4 separate regions of the Sus scrofa genome follow, and regions 1, 2 and 4 are each linked to region 3. Evidence: chromatin contacts called from public Hi-C and HiChIP or PLAC-seq data. All regions are on one chromosome and are shown on one strand. The core of a region is the stretch at or near the end of the contact, and the rest is flanking DNA. Distances in the headings are between cores, read along the strand shown.

Evidence for each region. Hi-C and Micro-C count contacts between places; a contact is called where the count stands out from the background. HiChIP or PLAC-seq counts read pairs in DNA pulled down with a chosen protein or histone mark.
Region 1: a Hi-C map of skeletal muscle shows a contact between it and region 3, with 5 times the contacts expected there. The contact joins the promoter of AKAP5 here to the enhancer-like site in region 3. A contact is called at or near these places in 3 of 5 promoter capture datasets (fetal liver, fetal skeletal muscle and liver), 28 of 47 Hi-C or Micro-C datasets (adipose tissue, alveolar macrophages, blood and 16 more) and 2 of 2 datasets of contacts at active chromatin or transcription factors (alveolar macrophages and skeletal muscle).
Region 2: a contact with region 3 is called in an H3K27ac HiChIP or PLAC-seq map of alveolar macrophages. The contact joins two enhancer-like sites. A contact is called at or near these places in 1 of 47 Hi-C or Micro-C datasets (liver) and 1 of 2 datasets of contacts at active chromatin or transcription factors (alveolar macrophages).
Region 4: a contact with region 3 is called in an H3K27ac HiChIP or PLAC-seq map of alveolar macrophages. The contact joins the promoter of ZBTB1 here to the enhancer-like site in region 3. A contact is called at or near these places in 1 of 5 promoter capture datasets (liver), 5 of 47 Hi-C or Micro-C datasets (embryonic fibroblasts, heart right ventricle, liver and 1 more) and 2 of 2 datasets of contacts at active chromatin or transcription factors (alveolar macrophages and skeletal muscle).

What each region holds. Positions count from the first base shown.
Region 1 is chr7:88,537,085-88,540,327 of Sscrofa11.1, reverse strand. It overlaps AKAP5 (A-kinase anchor protein 5), which reads right to left and starts at 1,390. Exons shown (of 2, transcript XM_021099926.1): 1 at 1,210-1,390. The region is part of intron 4 of ZBTB25 (zinc finger and BTB domain-containing protein 25); the gene reads left to right.
Region 2 is chr7:88,482,928-88,486,136 of Sscrofa11.1, reverse strand. MTHFD1 (C-1-tetrahydrofolate synthase, cytoplasmic) reads right to left here. Exons shown (of 27, transcript XM_021099913.1): 2 at 288-372. Among named protein-coding and RNA genes, the nearest start is that of MTHFD1, 13 kb to the right of the region's middle. Within about 2 kb of position 1,491, at least 30 of the 83 cell types and tissues checked have an H3K27ac peak or open chromatin away from gene starts, as enhancers often do. A contact at or near this core is called in alveolar macrophages, where this site is marked.
Region 3 is chr7:88,347,944-88,351,145 of Sscrofa11.1, reverse strand. It overlaps LOC110261687 (a long non-coding RNA gene), which reads left to right. Exons shown (of 3, transcript XR_002346141.1): 2 at 1,284-3,202. Among named protein-coding and RNA genes, the nearest start is that of KLHL25, 58 kb to the right of the region's middle. Within about 2 kb of position 1,590, at least 17 of the 83 cell types and tissues checked have an H3K27ac peak or open chromatin away from gene starts, as enhancers often do. A contact at or near this core is called in adipose tissue, alveolar macrophages, retroperitoneal adipose tissue and 3 more, where this site is marked.
Region 4 is chr7:88,574,390-88,577,264 of Sscrofa11.1, reverse strand. It overlaps ZBTB1 (zinc finger and BTB domain-containing protein 1), which reads right to left and starts at 1,274. Exons shown (of 3, transcript XM_003482279.4): 1 at 560-1,274. ZBTB25 (zinc finger and BTB domain-containing protein 25) reads left to right here and starts at 1,730. Exons shown (of 5, transcript XM_021099920.1): 1 at 1,730-1,855.

The sequences.
Region 1 (3,243 bases), core at 141-2,640, 190 kb before region 3:
TTTATGGATGTCTGAAGATAAGCAAAGGGAATCTTTCTTTGTACTTTTAAAAAAATGTAAATCCTTCACTGTTGAAGGTTTATTTGGGCAACTCCTGATTCCATGAACCACAGAAGGAATTGGAACTCTGAATATCAGTTCATGATGTAAGCAAATATTCCCTTAGGTCGGGTGATACATACTCCATTGCCTCCGACAGAAAGACAAAGCCATCCTACAACCATGATGGAACTAAAATATGAACATTTAACAGTGTCCCTCTAAACATGATACACTAGAACCACAGCTAATTATAGCTCTTTGTCTCCGCACCTCTTATGAATCCTCCCACCTGAGTGTTTTTTTATTAACCGGAGGGATGTATACCTAATAGAAATGCTGATATTAGATCATTTAGGAATGTGTCATTTGAAACTAACTTGGATTGCTCAAGGACAATTGCTTGAGAAGCTCACTGGAATGTATACCAAGATGTAGAACTACAACAGATATCCAAACAAAACCTAACTGAAAGGGGGAGAATGCAGTCTGTGGCTATTAAAACTTTGCGGAACATTAGACTGCAAATGATTCGTCCTTAACCTGCAGAAGTAGTTTTATTGCTCCAGGAAGCTGTAATTTCCTGATAGAATCGCAAGTCTGCTGCCACTGAAAATACCCCTTGCCCTTTTCCCGTGAGCAGAGAAGCACGGAGGCAAAGAGCAGCCACTTCCTGAGAAAAGCGGTGCATCTCTCCCCGCGCCAGGTGTGGGCCACACGAAGCTTCCTTCAGGAGGAAGGCATCTCTCATTCGGCTTGACGCGCCTTATGGCAGGAGCTAGAGCGCAGGATAAAGTACTCAAAAAGGAAAGTGCTGGGGCGGGGAACAGCTAATCCAGCTTCAAGCTAAATGTACAATTATAATGGCCAGGAAGCCCACACCGCATTCGCCCCGAAAAGGGCAAGGAAGGAAAAAAGCTACCAGCTACACAAGCCCCCAGGACAACTCAAACGCGGGGAGGGCAGGTGGGCAGAGTGATGAGGGTCGTACTGAGTGGAGATGTCTGCGGACAAACACCTTCCCCCGTTGTTACCCCGGCCACCTTCGGGGCCCCAGATTCCCGGTGGCCAGCGGGCACCTCCCGCCCACTCCGCCACGCGGGCGGTCGGCGGACCGGACACCGGCCCCGCGCCCTCTTTCCTCACAGCCTCATCGCCCGCTTCACTTACCGAGGGCGCCGGGGTCCCTGGACAACGCTGCCGCGGAGGTCGCGGGGGCGCCCGCGGGGCCGGCGGGAAGGCAGCGGCGCACCGGGAGCGAGCAACCCTCTGCAGAGGGACCGCAGCCGGGCGACGCCCCCTCCCCAGAGCGCGGGGACCGACAGCTGGAGGCACCAATGCGCGTGGAGCAGGCGGGCGCGGGGCGGGGCCCGGGCTGGGGGCGGGGGCGGTGGCCCGGGGGAGGGGCGGGGGGGGGACAGGAGGTCCACCTGCGGGTGAGCCCAGCCCCGGGCGTGGGACCTTCGCGCGCCCAGCCAGGCGGCAATCTTTTAGGCGCGACCACATCCAGGCAAGGGCCGGGGGCCACCGAGAGAGATGGGGAGGGGACCAAGGTCGTAAGCCTTCCATTTTCTCAGATGCAAAGTAGCAAAATCCAATTTTAAACTATGGGCACTCACATCATAAATCCCCCCACTGAATATTTAAAGTCACAGCAGATATCACATTTTAAAAGTAGGATTCAGATCTGTGCAGAGTCAATCTCGTTTGAAAAGAAAAATTACCTATATGAATAGAGAAAATAAAACTTTTCCAGGAATGGGTTTGGGTGTAATGCACTTATCACGGTTCCCTGCCAAAGGTTCTCAGAGGCCCAAGACACAGACCCTTGTCTCCTAAGAATCTAGGAGGAAGGAAGAGATGATGCAAACTGTGTGATATCGATGTCAGAAGGGCACAGAAACACAGCCCCCTCCCTCCTTTACATCTTGTATATTTCCAGGATTCAGTCGATTACAAGTTACCCGTTTCCCTTACATTCCTAGGTGTCTGCTTAACCTTGTCCCTCTCAAGTACAGCGCGGGGTGAGGGTTAGGGGTTTAAAACATGAGTTGACTTTCCTCACAATTCTAGTACAGACCAGAGCAAAGGGCACTGGCAATATTCACTCTCTGTTTGGCTAGGCTGTGTTATTTTCACACATTTTGAGAGTCTTTATCTAAGCAAGTTCCCAGTCATAGTGAAAAGCACCATAAGCATTGATTTGTATACATAATCCACTGTATATAGTGGATTAGCACCAATGAAAGGTGTTGCAGTGAGAGTTTAGGGTGACTTGCTTTGGGCTTAATATTACCTACAAGGGCATTCCTGGGAGCCTCTATGGTGAGGTCCTGCAGGATGCACAATTCCTGCCTCCTCCTCTGGCCCCTCCCAAGCATACTATCTAGATGAAGAAGCTATTAAGGCAGAGGGAAGAACTATGAAAAGCAGTTGTACTTATCTCTTTTCTTCAATAGGACCATGAGCTTTGAGAGAGTAAAGCTCTTACCCACTTTTGGATGCTTATCCAGGAATATAGTTTACCTTTGTAAGATTCTTTATTAAGGAAAGAACTATTTACACAATAGCAAAGCTGAATCTAAGCTGTCAAGATCCTAGAGACAAGCGCTATAAAACAGGAAAATCCCTAAGCACCTATAGTAGAGATAATTAAGAATTCAATTTATCTTTATTTATTCAGCTAACACCAGTCTGTGTACATCTCCTTTATATCCCCAGATGAGTTACTAACCCTGCTTACTGCCAGATTTGAACTCTGAACAAGCCAAAAGAAATCCATGCCATTCATAACCAACTGAGATGCTCTTACTTACTAAGTACAAGTTTTCTCAAATCTAGATCTGGGAGTTAGCTACAATTTCAGGCAAAAATAAGATGAGCTTATCTAAATGAAGACAGAGTAGAAGAGCTGTCTTTATTAGAAAATAATTGGGAATGAAATAAAGGACAGGTTAAAATAATAAAGGCCATTTTAACAACTTGTAGATCTTATTCCACTTGTTTTCCTTTCTTTTTTGGGTCCCACTTGTGGCATATGGAAGTTCCCAGGATATAAGTCCAATCGGAGCTGCAGCTGCTGATCTACACCACAGTCACAGCAGCACAGGATCTGTGCCTCATCTGCAACCTATATCACAGCTGACGGCAACGCCGGATCTCCAACCCACTAATCGAGGCCAGAGATCGAACCTGTGTCCTCAT
Region 2 (3,209 bases), core at 242-2,741, 140 kb before region 3:
ATCCATACAAACAAAAGTTCCTAAGGTCATTTGAAAAGTGTAAACAGATCCTGAGAACAAAGTTCAAGGGACACTGGATTAGAGAAAGGGTCGCCACAGAGAAGAGCCGAGGGCCAGGACATGCCAACATGTGGAAGTTGACCTGAAGAGGAGGAGTCTGAAGAGAGGAACTCAAAAGGTCTGAGGTTCCATTAAAAAAAAAAAAAAAAAAAAAAGGGAAGAGATTTAAGCACTAATGAGAGAGATCGAGAAAGGAAGATGTTAGGGGAAATGCACCATCATAATACCTGTAAAATGGCCAGGCCTGGGGTGAAACCAGGTACCTGCTCCTTCATCTGAGCGACTTTGCTCTTCAGTTTCTCCCTTATTTGCCTAGAGAAAAAGGAAAAGATTGCCGTTAACCCTTAATGTTTTAAGCCACAAATTAGCAACATGTATCATTGGATATATTTCTCTTAAATTATAAACACCTTCACTGAACACTATCTGGCATGTACCCTGTACCACCCACCCAATTTTCCAGGCCTCAAGCAGACCTGGATCTTTTCTATCTCCCGTTGACACTGACTGGGCCATGGGGTATGGGACAGTTAGTTTAAAACATATTAATTGATGGCATTCAAAATCATACAGTGAACAAGTAAAAACGTGGACCACCAGTTCTGAAGGTTGCCAATCCTCATCTTTCTCAGCATTTCCACCGCCCAGGTGCTATAGGAAAAAAAGTTTGCAGGAAAGAACTCAAGCTCATAGCGGCTCAGCCAACGTTACCTAGCAAGATGATCACAGGTAGGCCCATAAAGCTGAACAATAAATCAATGAATCCACTCTGAATTCAGTATGAACTTTAAAACGATATCCTAATTTACAAAAGAATTTTTCTTACTCAAGGTTGAAAGCATAATGTCTTCTGAAACAAAGATTTATACAATTTATACAACTTCCCAATACAAGAGAACATTAAGTAAATTATATTACATCCATAAATAAACATACAAAATAATCCAACTCTGTCCAGTTACGATATAGTCATAAACTTGAATGGGATCTATCTTGAAGGGCAAATTTTGTCATTTGTCTTTCACTTGACAAATACACCTGAACATGTGCAAGCATCTCTTCCCTCACTCTCATTTGGTTATTCCCTTCCCCAATGCTGCACACTTAACAAATATCTGGCATAAAAGGGCACAGGAGTTGCAGGGAATACATTATTTGGATTAGCCTAGTAAAAGGTAAGAATGGCGAACGATACAAGAAGTCATACCTAAGACTTCAAAATCTTACTTCAAGCTAATAGCCTTGGTTTTTCTCAAATCAATATTCTATAAATCATATAGTTCAAAAGAAGAATGGATTGTTGAAGTTTCTTTTACTGGGATGTGATCTGAGCGGAGGCCACAATTCTGCTGACACAAGACAACAGGAAATGCTAGAGCTGCCAAGTTCTCCCTAGGCTGCTGCTGTAACTCCCCGGCAGTTCCAGCCTGCGCTGTTTCTCCTGCATGGGACATCAGAAGTGGTGCCTGGGGAGCTGCAGAAGGCTCCTGACGGGGGCCAAGTTTCCAGACTCCACTCTCTCCTCTCCCCTTCCTGCCCTCCAAACATTATATGAACACAAAGTGCTAGACAAAAGTTTCTACTAGTTTTTCTTCACCCTCCAGACCCTCCAAACTCCACAGTTGGCAAGAGGGGAGGGTGGAAAAAACAGCCACTCCTGGCACAATGTAAGACTTAAATAAGGAGAACCAACAGTGAAAACATATGAATGCATCTGAGACTCTCAATAACCCTGTGAGGGAGGCAAGGGAGAAGCAGCCTTCTTATTTCTGTTCACAGATGTAGAGACAGAGGCTCTAAGCAGTCAGATCAAGTGACTTTCCCAGGGCCAATTAAGAGAATGAACAGCAAGTGCAAAGGTCCTGAGTGGGTCACTGAGGGCCAAGGGGAAGCAGTAATCAGATCAGGAGACTGTCGTTTATTCTGAATGTGATGGGAGGCTATTAGAGGGTTTTGAACGGGGCTGACACCATCAGACTTACATTTTTCAAGGACTATTCTGGCTGCTGAATTGGGACCAGACCCTGGGGGGAAGGGTGAGAATGAGGGACACCAGCAAAAAGTTAACTGCATTTGCAGAATCCAGGCCAGAGGTGACGGTGGCTTGGATTATGGTGTCAGTGTTAACCATTGATACCATAATGGTGAGAAGTACATGTATTCTAGATACACTAAACATGAAACACAAAGGAAATACTGGGGCTACAGATGACTCTGAGGCTTTTGGGGCTCTGAAATGGAGCTGGAAAGATTGACAACTACAAATTTAGGGACAGAGCAGATTTCATACTGAGACAGTGAATTTATTCACCAAATCTTATAAGGATTCTAGAATAAGTAAGCATTTGAGTCTTGACGAAGGACTCTAGGGACAAATAAAAATAATACTTATATGCAGCAGGTACTAAGTAAGTTACAGGAACCCAGTACTATAAGGTGGTACAGGTGGAAAATGTTGTTTCAGCCAGCAGGTTGAGAACAAAGAACAAAATGTTCTGTACTTCCTGTGCTATAATTTAAAGAGGTCTAAGTGTGCATTCTTCCCCCCAAAGAAGATTATAGCTGGAGAGCAGTTACCCTGACCCTCTTAAACTTTGTCTAAGAAGTAGGATTGTTTTTAAAGTTGCATCAGCCGGGATATTCTTCCAACTACAAAGATTTGTTTGAAAGCTAACACTTAGGCTGCTATAAGACATCATCAGAAGAGCAAGAAGATACTTTTAAATGGACATAAACCTCAGTCAGCAAAAACTAGACAGCCCAGAACATGAAAGCAACAGGTGGAAGATTTTCTGCCCTGGTGAGGGGGAAAAAAAAAAAATCAGGACAGTTGTAATTAGGTCTCCCTAAGTCCCTTAAGTTTTTTTCCTGCCTGGTTTTCTTGGTTGGCCACTAACTGAAGCACCTTAAAATGAAAAGTGGAATAACAAAAGCCAAGTGTCAGGTATGCCTAAAGTTGAAGAAACTATAAAAGAACCAGGAGAAAAAAAATTAGTACTTCCTCCCTTGTCTGTCTTTAATTTAGGGTCATAGAGCTGTGATGAATCAAATGGTAGGAAGCCCTTGAATTTCATAGCTCATTTCCAGAAAGTTTTGAAATGCTATAATGGAACAACTTTTGCATCATCAAAACCTCCTTCCTTGAATGA
Region 3 (3,202 bases), core at 341-2,840:
GGATGGTGACAGTGGTTGAAGGAGTTGAGGGAATGAATAGTCTTTAAAAATTTACTTCAAGTACTTTGTGATTTAAATCTAAGAAAATGAAAACACATCTTCAAATATTTTTTATATTCTTGAATATTTTTAATATAGAAGAATTCCTTCTGGGAATGGGGGAAATTGCATATAGAGCTTCTTCCACCAGGCCCTGTGGTAGATAAGTCTTTTTTGGACATTTTCTACCTCATGTATCCTCATACTGACTTTCCAAGACTCAGATTATAATCCATATTTTATAGCGGCAACTGTTGCTCAAAGAAGTGATGCAGTGTCCTCCAGGTTGCACGGCTAAGAATTTGTGGGTTTGGGATTTGAATCCATGTTTGTGCAGATTTATGTATTTTCCACCATCAGATCTGCCAGCCATCTAAGAAATAGCCATGATTCTCAGAAGCAGAAAAATTTTCAACTGCAAGCTACTGACTCACAATAACAAGAAAAGGAAAAAATAAAAAACCACTATCAAGTAAAAAGCAACTGTCATCATTTTCAGATACAAATATGGAGTCCCCACTGTGGCTCAGGGGAAATGAATCTGACTAGTATCCAAGACGCCGTGGGTTCCATCCCTGGCTTTGCTCAGTGGGTCAGGGATCCCATGTTGCTGTGGCTGTGGTGTAGGCTGACAGCCATAGCTCTGATTTAAACCCTAGCATGGGAACTTCCACATGCAGGGGTGCGGCCCTAAAAAGCAAAAAATAAAAAAAATTTAAAAACCCAAAGATAAAAATATACATGACAGCCAGATGTAATATGTGATCCTGGATAGGCTCCTAAACTGTGGAAAAAAATATTTCCTTATGACATGAAAGATAATGGAACAATGGATGAAATTTGAATAGAGTCCACTGATTAAATAATAGTAATATATTGATGCTAATTTCTGGGTTTTGATAATTGCGCTGTGGTTATATGAGAGGATGTCCTTATTTTTACTGAGGTTAAAAAGACATCATGTTTCTTATCCTTAAAAGTATTAGATAACTCATTAGATTATCTATTCCACGAGGCAGACAAAACTCGGGGACTAAGGATGAAGGATATATGGCAATTCTTTGTACTATTTTTATAACTTCACTAACTCTGAAATTACCTCAAAATATTTTCAATTTTAAAAATGTTCCAGGAAACATCCAGAACAGCTATCCAGGTAAAACTCCAGCTATGCAGATAAAGCTCTGCAAAAATATTGCTTAGGTCCTGTTTTTTTCATTCTTTTCTCTTTCCCTTCTCTCCAGGAAAACTAAAATTAAAAAATGATTTGGCTCCACTGAATGGGCTGCTATTGCTGAAAAGCAACACAAATTCTACACGGAGGCAAGCCTTCTGCAGGAGTAACCTGTTCCCCTTGGGGCACCAGGTAGGACCCATGCAGGAGACACCAAAAACTCCTTCTCCTGTGAAGGTGGATTTGGGGTGGGTGGTTTTTCTCCAGAGCAGCATTTACTCGCTGTCAGCATATGAAGTGTCCCTCTGCATCTCCACCGATGTAAGAGCAGCCCTGCATCTTGGTCCAGAATCCAAGAAGCAGAACAGCACGTAGTGAATATGGAGCGCCGGGCACCCTGCGGTGAGAAAGGTCTGGAAGGTCTGGAAGTTGCGCTTTTGATGAAGCCAGAGGAGTTTCGCCGGCTAGCAGAGCCCCTCTCTGGAAACACATTTTATGCAGAGAGCGTAGGAAACCCACATTCAGCAGAGAACGATCATAAACAGCGAGGCGTAAAATAACAGGTAGAACTGGATGTCTGGGCTTATGTAATATTTTATGTAATGGAACATCTAGGAGTCCACAATTCAAGCAACCCCAGCTCCCCACAGGCTGAACTCCCGCTGTGTAATCTTGCACAAAAGCAAATCCTGCCTGCAGCCCACCCCCAGGCTCCCAGCAACCTGGGATCCCTGTTTCCAAGCCGTGTTAAAGACCTTGAGTCCCAGCGGTCAGGGGAGGAGGTAGGTTGTAACTATAGTAGAAGCAGCGATTTCTCCGCCCTCTCTTTCCTTATTGCCTTGCACAATACGGTGTTTTCCTGATTCTCTATGTCTTTGACAGCTACATATCAAGAGTCCCTTGTGCACAGAGCCGACTTTTCTGAACACCGAAAACTGCTTCATACACACCCGCTCCCACCAAAAGGACAAGGCCAATTCTTCTGATAAATTTGTAGACTTGTTACCATAGAGACAGGCCCTGGGTACTCCAAGGCTGGATCAGCAGTACCATCTAGTGGGGCATTAGATACGCTGCAGCCCCCCGACTACACAATGTTGGATGAGAAAGGATTTTTTTCTTTTTTCCTTTTTTTTTTTTTTCTTTTTCTTTTTAGCTATCTGCTATTCTCCTTCAAGACTTCTAGTGATCTGTTCACCAATATCTACTTAAACTGAGTGGTTTTTTTCTTCCAGTTTCATTGAGCTATAACAATATTTGTACAGCATTGTGTTAATTCAAGATGTTGACTTACCGACATCATGAAATGATCACCACAGTAAATTTAGTGACCATCCATCATCTTACATATGTTCAAAATAAGAGAAAAAAAGTCTTTCCCCACGATGAGAAGTCTTAGAATTTATTCTCTTAACAACTTTCCTACATAATATACATTTATCGTGTTGTATAGTACATCCCTAGTACCTATTTGTCTTATGACTGGAAATTTGTCCCTTTTGATCCACCTTCATCTGATTCCCACTTCCTCCTGTCTCTGGTAACCACAAAGCTGATCTCTTTTCCTGAGTTCATTTGCTCAACTGAGGTTTTTGAAACTGTTTACTTCCCACGTGCAGAAAGAGTCCAACGTCAGATTTGGTGCTAGTATTCCATCTCATTTTCTGATGTTCTGCCTTGCTATCCCACACCTATCTCTAAATAAGTCAGGAACTGCTGTGGCGGGCCTCTGGATATCACATACAATGACAAAAATAAACCGATGCCTGACACGTAGGAGAACAAATCCTCACCGGGGATTTAAAATAAGTGATTATGTCCTCCTTCATTTTATTCTTTTGTTCAGCCAGCGTGGCTTCTACTCCACAAATATAGGTGTGCAAGAAGTAGATTTTCTTTGGTTTTCTATAAATGAGCTTACTCGTCCCATCAGGGAGCAGAAGATTGGTGTCATCAATAAATCCAGGGCTTCCTTCCCTCGCTATCCAA
Region 4 (2,875 bases), core at 25-2,524, 230 kb before region 3:
ACCTACCACTTTTTACTGAACAAAAAGCGTGTGTGCCGGCGGGGTGGGGGTGGGGGGAAAGAGCGTGGCAAGAATTTGCACGGCTCTTATGCCTCCTCCCTCGGAGCGCGCCCAAGTCTGCGGCCTCGGGCTCCGGGACACTTCCCCTCCCACCCGCCGAGAAGCCGCGGCTGTAAGTTGAGAGAAGCGGGCTCTGGGCACGTCAATCAACCGGGTCCTCCCGCCTCCCGTCTACACCTCCCCCCCCCCCCCCCTCAAAAAATAAAGGCAGAGAAAGAAAGGAAAAAGAAGGTAACTAATTTGGGAACTAGTCTCCGTGGGCTTCGCCTCCGACCCAGGGAGGCCGCACGTCCCCGACCAGACGCGCCGGAGGGCGGCGGGATCAAGCAGGCGGCCCGGCAACCGCCTGTCGCCGGGTCCTCGCAGCGCGTCCGCCGCGCTCTGGCTCCCCGCACGGGTCGGCGCCGCTCCGGCCCCGCACTCCGTCAAGCTCGCGGCCCGTCACCCTCCCGCCCGGGCCAAAGTTGCGCAAATAGCCCCACAACTGGCAAATACTCACCGGCCGCAGCAGGATCCGGGGCTGCGGAAATTTTAGGGAGTTTAAGGCAAATCAGCCACAGGAAAGGCGGGCGGAGACGAAGGGGCCGCGAGCTGCAGTGGCGGCGACGCGCGGCGCTCGGGCTGGGCTGCGCGGAGAGGCTCTGGCTCTGCCAGGGACTGTGCTGCAACAAAGGACTTCCGCTGCCGCACAGCCGCGCCTGCTGCACCGCACTGAGCCGGCCCCGCTTACGCGGCGACTCCGGGTCTGCCCACCAGTTCGCTGCGGCGTCCGCCAGCCTTCCCCTCCCTCTCGACCGCCCACCCACTCCGCCGCTGGCTGCTAGGGGCACCCGCGGTCGCCTGTTTGTTGCAACAAGTTTCTGCGTCGGGTTCCGAGGAGGCTGGCGCAACCCGCACCGCGGGGGCCGGCGCGGCGACAGCCTGACCACCCCTCTTGCCCCTCTCCCTAGGGTAGGCTTGGGACCTCCTCCTCCTCCTCCTGTTTGCACAGCTGGATGGGACTGGGCTCCTCCCGACTCCCCAAGGGCAGGATGCTGCTTTCCCACTCTGTCCAGATGTCAGACCCCGGCCCCATAGGGCCCAGCAGCTGGGCCCTCCCTCACGGTATGTCCCTGACGTTCTGGGGGCGCCAGCACCCTTGCTCTGTCCCGTGCGCGGCCAGCTAGTTCAGGGTCGCCCATTGCCCGCGCTCCCCCCACTCCTGCCTTCCGTGGGCCTGTCCGCCTCTGGCCTTGAGTCACTTCCCCCGCCATGCCCAACCCCGCCCAGCCCGCCTCCCCTCCCAGGCTCCCGTGGTTCAGCTTCCCTGGCCCCGCGCCCTCACCCCTCAGCCCGCGAGTATGCGGGCGCATCCTTCCCTGCCCCCACCCCGAACTGAGGGGTGCCCGTGCTTTTGCACACCCCAGGGAAAGTCCCCGGGTCACGCGGTTTTGTGTGGGGAGCCTGTGACGCTCAGGCTTCGCTCCACGCTTCCGCCTACAGAGTCACGACTAGCGACCGTGGCAGAGGCACCTAGAACGCGGGCCGACCCCCGCCAAGCCACTAGAGCGGGCGAGCAGGCGGGCGCGCACGTACGCACGCACGCACGCACACTCCGGCCCCAGCGCCCCAAGTTCCCCGGCTACCAGGCGCGCGGTCACGTGGACCCATCGCGGGGCTGTTGGCGCGGGAAGCCGCGCGAGAACGAACCGCGGGGTGCGTGAGCCGGCGTGTCCGCGTGACGTACGCGGCGCGGGAGCCGCCCCTCCCGCACGGAGGAGTCGGCCAGCAGCCCGCCCGCCGCGGCGGCCTCTGGGTAAGCAACGCGGCCCGGCCCTTGTGGGCTGCCCCGGGCTCAGTCCCTCCCGCCGCGAGCCGCTTTGGGCGGCGGCCTGCAGCTGCGTCGGTCGCGGGACAGATGCAAGTAGCTGGGGAGGGGGGTGTTTTTGGTCTCTTTGAGATGTCAGGGCACCGAAGGAAAATGGCAACCACGAGTGAGAGCTGGGCCAAGGATATCCAGAGCGGTCCTTCGCTGCCCGCAGCACGCAGCTGTTAGGGCCTGACGCAGGCCGGGGGCGTGCGGGGGCGCAGCAACGACTCCGAGCTCTTATAGCTGCGGGCCAGACTGCGACCCCGCCCGGAAAGCCCCGACCCGCCTGCGGCATTCGCCAGGCAGCGGCGACCCCGGCAGCTCTCTCAAGTGGGCGGTTCTCCAGGTGCCACCTGCCAGACGCTGCAGCTACTGGCCTCCTTCTCCCTCCTCATCCCCTTTTGGGATTAACCCTGCAGGAAGTTGCCTCCCCCCCTCCCCTCATTTATCCTTCTTTTTTCACATTATATTACTTTTATCCTAAGCAAATCCAGCCCCCCCCATCTTGCTCCATCTCTCACTGCCTTCCCTAGCACTTATTATTTGGGGAAAATCAAGCTGTTGTCAAGCTGCTTAGGCTGTGCACTGTGCCTGGAAACTAACAGCTGCTAACTTGCTTCATATATTAACGCTCCTGTTTCCCCTCAATGGCATGCGTTCTCTTGAGAGTCAAGTCATTTTGGCAGCGCTTTTGATTCCCACAGGATTTTGTCATGTGCGTGAAGTACACTTTAGAGTCACAAATTTTAAAGCTGAAAGGAGCCTGATAGAAAATGCACTTCATCTCTCATTTTACGGAACACCAGGCGGAAAGACTGTGTAGCTTGATCAAAGCCCTATACCTCTTCAGTAACTGGACTCCAAGGCTCTCTCTAGATGCCTTAGTCATTGCACTCCACCACACCAGGAGTGCGGTGCAGTTTAACCCACTCACTGTAGAGACGATCTGCCAGAGGTGATTATACT